2 separate regions of the Lathyrus oleraceus genome follow, and region 2 is linked to region 1. The links are chromatin contacts, called in public Hi-C maps. All regions are on one chromosome and are shown on one strand. The core of a region is the stretch at or near the end of the contact, and the rest is flanking DNA. Distances in the headings are between cores, read along the strand shown. Region 1 holds the start of LOC127075852 (phospholipase D gamma 1). Region 2 holds the start of LOC127075854 (peroxisome biogenesis protein 16).

The links. Hi-C and Micro-C count contacts between places; a contact is called where the count stands out from the background.
Region 2: a contact with region 1 is called in a Hi-C map of leaf, with 10 times the contacts expected there. The contact joins the promoter of LOC127075854 here to the promoter of LOC127075852 in region 1. A contact is called at or near these places in 2 of 2 Hi-C or Micro-C datasets (both in leaf).

Annotation. Positions count from the first base shown.
Region 1 is chr4:427,627,976-427,630,635 of CAAS_Psat_ZW6_1.0, forward strand. LOC127075852 (phospholipase D gamma 1) reads left to right here and starts at 1,322. Exons shown (of 10, transcript XM_051017345.1): 1 at 1,322-2,660. The coding sequence starts at 1,704.
Region 2 is chr4:428,053,132-428,055,791 of CAAS_Psat_ZW6_1.0, forward strand. It overlaps LOC127075854 (peroxisome biogenesis protein 16), which reads right to left and starts at 1,316. Exons shown (of 8, transcript XM_051017348.1): 1 at 907-1,316. The coding sequence starts at 975.

The sequences.
Region 1 (2,660 bases), core at 72-2,571:
ATCATAAGCATTTTTGCGGTATCTTAGGGCCAAAAATTGGGTCTTATGTATTTAAATCTCTTCAATCTCGTTGAGACGAAGATTTCAATCTTCATATCTCCGAATTGAAGAAACTTAAATAGGGGCATCTGTCATACCATAATTTTTAATCCTAAGATCCCATATGTCATTTATATCCTTGCATACAAACAAGATCACATCTTTGTCATATCCCTCTTATCTTTGGATTTTCCTTTTGTAAGGATCATCAAACACCTCTTTGTTGGCGTTTTACCTTTGTATTTATATGTACATTGCTTATCTAACCACTAATCAAAGATATATATATATATATATATATATATATATATATATATATATATATATATATATATATATATATATATATATATATATATATATATATATATATATATATATATATAGAGAGAGAGAGAGAGAGAGAGAGAGAGAGAGAGAGAGAGAGAGAGAGAGAGAGAGAGAGAGAGAGAGAGAGAGAGAGAGAGAGAGAGAGGTTCAATTTTATTTTTAACTTACTTCAAATCATTGTCTTTAATTTAGATTTAATCGATGACTGACGTATAAGACTTCTTAACTAATATGAATTAATTGAAAACCTTAATAAAAAATAGGTTTTTAAATAGTCTTTCAGGTCATACCAGACTTTAAAAAGGCAAGACCATACCAAAAAAAGAGTTTATAGTAGGTCATAAGACAAACCCGTGCTTTGTAAATTTATCGTAGGTCAGTCTCAGATTTTATAAATTTATCGTAGGTCAGACTCAGACCTTCTAAAATCTAACATAGCCTAATCTATTTTCATCCCTAATCATAGTTATAAAAATAAATAAATAATAATTAAAAATTTGATGTGATAAAGAAAAGATCTTACATTAAAAAAAACTATTTTAACAAACATTTAATATGAGTTCGAGAAAGGGGGGTGTAATATATTTTATATAAAAATGGAAAATAATATATTATTTTAATTTTATATTTATAAATTAAATAATTTAGCTAAAAAAATGGATATAGAATATCTAAAAATCTATCAAATAAACTTATAGAAATAACATTCTCTATAATAATTGATTAAAAAAACAAATTGTAAAACCATCAAATAAACACATCTTAATAGCTAAACTATACCATCTCAATTTTTTTTAAAGATATCTTAATATCTAAGTTATAAGACCTTTAATCTTTTTATTTTTTAATTTATTAAATAATTAATATATTTAATCTAGATCAAAAATATTATTCAATGAATTTAATAAATATAAGCTATATATGTTATTAAAAAAGTAACATTTCTTCCCCTTCAACCTGTAAGAGCCGTATGCCGCGTGTGAGCTTTGTACACATCGTCAATGGTGGGACCAAGCTGACCTGGTGTGCATGAGAAAAACCAGAGAAACTCCATAAACTTTCTTCTCTTTCAAATCTTCCAAATCGCAAAATCTTCAAAATCCATTAACTTTCCCTCTTTTACCTCATAAAATCCCCCCTTTCAGTTTCAGCTAGGTTCAGTTTTTACCCACCATTGATCCGTTTCAGGGTACCTTCGATTACCCTTTTGTGCATATGCATCAAAGGTCAAATCTTTAATAGGATCCTCCATGACCCTTGTATGCATATGCAATAAAGATCAAATTTTGAATTGTTCTTCTGCATAATCATCATTCAATTTTGAGGTTTGATTCATGGATAATCATGGTCCTCCACATCCATATGGATATCCAAACCCATATGGATACCCTCCATATTCCTATCCATCTCCATATTCATCATATCCACCTCCACCTTCATCTCAATCTCAAGATCCTGCTGATCCACATCAACCTCCACCTGCAGCTGCACCTTATTCACCATATCCACCAAATTCTTCATACCCCTTCAACTACAACTACTCCTATCCACCACCACCTCCTCCATCAAACCCTTCACAGTATCCTCCTCCTCAACAATCTCATGCTTATCCTTATCCTTACCCTTACTCTTACCCTTATCCCTATCCTTACCAAGCCCTTCCAATTAAAGATGATCCAAACTCTCCTCAGAGTTCTGCTTACCCTACTTTGAGTGATCTTATGAACAATGCTCAGATATCTGATAACAGACCAAATACACCTCCATTATTTACACATTCCAATTCAGTTTCAACCGAAGAGAGACAAGAAGACTTTTGTGGCCATTCTAGTCATCATTCCTTTTCAGGTTTTGAAAATTCTTACTCTGATTTGGGGGGTTCACCCAAACTTTCAGCTGCTTCATCGGATGACTCAGTGTATAACCAGAGTTTGCAGATTGTTCCTGTTCAGAATAAAGGGTCTCTCAAATTTTTGCTCCTGCATGGTAATTTAGATATATGTATTCATGGAGCTAAGAATCTTCCTAATATGGATATGTTTCATAAGACTTTAGATGATATGTTTGGCAAATTTCCTGGTAATGTGGGTAATAAGATTGAGGGAACAATGAGTAGGAAGATTACTAGTGATCCTTATGTTTCGATTTCTTTGTTAAATGCTGTAGTTGGTAGAACTTTTGTGATTAGCAATAGTGAAAATCCTGTTTGGGAGCAACACTTTTATGTTCCTGTTGCACATAATGCTGCTGAAGTGCATTTTGTTGTTAAGGATAGTGATGTGGTTGGTTCA
Region 2 (2,660 bases), core at 66-2,565, 430 kb after region 1:
ACCATAATGTTCTATCAAGGACCATGCTTCTATCCAAATTGTTAATCTCAAGATCTTTCTTAATAATTTCTCCTATAGTCTTTCTAAGTCTTCCTCTTCCTCTAATTGTTTGACTTCTCTCCATCTTATCTACTTTCCTTATCAGAAAATCTACAGGTCTTCTCTCTACATGTCCAAATCACCTAAGTCTATTTTCCACGATCTTCTCTACTATAAATGCTACCCTGACACTCTAATATTTTCATTTCTAATCATATTTTGTCTAATCTTACCACACATCCAACGCAATATCCTCATCTTTATTACACTTAGTTTATTCTCGTGTTGATTCTTAACCACCCCAAATAATACATAATGTAGGTAATCATATATGTAGATGTCAAGTCAGTCTAAGAGACACCTGAGATGACTTCGAATAAAACTGCCGTGTTACAGAGATGACAATCACAATCACAAAAATGGTTGTTAAATTTGTTTTAAGATTGCATTTTTCAGTGCTATCTTATGAATATATGTTTACTGCAAAACACCAATTTGTACGATTTTATGAAGGAAATCGCAATATTACAATTATCATCAAAAGAATCATAGCATAGCCAAAACTAACAAACAACAAAATCCATATCAGAATCACCATTCTCCTCTAATATTCGGGTTACCCTTCACCAGTCATAGATATTGCAACAAGTATAAACTACCTATATAGCACCAACACTTCATATTAAAGCTGCATCGGATACCGATTCGACGCCGAAACATGTGGATACATTCAATCACTTCTATTTTCTCAAATTACTACATGTATCTATCTACATGTCATTGTAATGGATAACAGCACAAAATCATGACCATTCTAAACAATTGACTACAATACCGTAAAACTGTTAATCCAAAACACAAACTTACATTGGCCAAAGATTCTAAAGAGTGCACGTACTCTTTGTTCTGTCTCACCCATCTCTTATAAGCCTCCATAGCTTCAAAAACTACAAAAACAACAAAATCATAGACTAAGAAACAAAATCACTCTCGAATTCAAACTCGGAAGGTTCTGGAATCGATCCAGTTGAACAAGATGCGTGAATTGAAGATGGGTTTCAATCAGAAAAACACGGAACCGACAGAATGAAACCTAACGAGGATCTGTTTCTAACCGTTGATCTGTGCAAGGTTCTATAGCTCATGCACCGTTTCGATGAGAGGTGATTGATATCTTAAAGAATGGACGGTTATGATTCGGTGATGGCTTTTGAGACTGTGCAATTAAGAAAATATGAACTTTTTTTTTTGAACTAAGAAAAAATCAACTTATGCATAGGAAAAGAGATTCATGTAGTAATTGTGTGATTTCATTGTGGATTTTGATTATTTGATCTAAATTAATTTTGGGAAGGAGTGATTTGAGATGTTTAATCTAAATTAAAGGTGTTAAATTACCTATGTGTAAATGTGTAGAGTTTTCATTTAATTGGACCTTTTAACAGTGAGTTCTAACCATTACAAAATTTCATAATTAATAGATCTATAGAATATAAAAAATATTTATTACTCCCCCCTTCTCTCTCAATAAAATATATATTTTTTTAGATTTTTATATTTTTTAAGATAATACTTAGTTATGTTAATTTCAATGATAAAACGAATATTATTTATTCAAATAATTTTATTAATAATAACTAGTTGAGTAATTACATGATTTAAAATATAATAAAATAGGATAAATAAATAAAAAGAAATAATAAATATCACATTGGTATTTTAAAGAGATAATTAATTTGAGAGAGATAAAAATAGGAAAGAGGACATTGGTATTCTAAAGAGATAATTAATTTTTAAAATAGGAAACAGGCCCTAAGGCTTGTTTGAATGGCTTTTTGTTTTTAGTTTTTAAAAATTATTTTTGAAATCAATTTTAAAAAATTGTTTTAAAGAATAAAATAAAATAAAATCTATTTGACAATCTTATTTTTAAAAACTGTTTTAGAGATGAGAAAATGAAAAAACTTGTTTGATAGATGTATTTTTAAAATATATTTTAAAAATGAAATTTATATTATTTGTATTTTAATTTTATAATGATTTTTCAATATATTTTATTTTAATCTAGATATAGTTCGAAATATTTATAGTATAATATTTATCATATTAAATTTAAATGTAAAATTTATGATATATTTTTAGAATGTTTTTTTAATATATGTGGAGTGGATATTCAAATAATCATATTAATATCAAATTTACTCTATTTTATATTAATTATCTTTATATTCTTATCAAAAATTTCATTTCTATTAAAAAAAAATTGTTCCTTTTTAATTGTCACTTGTAAAGTTTAAGGAAGTTTTAACCGCATTTTTGTCAAAATTAACTCTAGATAATTATTATATATAGAGAGAAAAAGTAAAATGGATATAATAAATAATTAAGGATATTATAGGTAAAAGAAGAATTATTATTTGAAAAGTAACAATAATGATTAGTTTTTTTTAGTATAGATAAAAAGTTTTAAAAAAATGACAAGAACCTAGAGTACATTTTTTCTTAATTAAATACTTTGATTAGCCAATTAATAGTCAAATTACAATAATTAGATTTAATTTCATTCATTGATTAGTTAATTAAGATTAAATTTATGGAATTTATATTTAAAAATAATCATT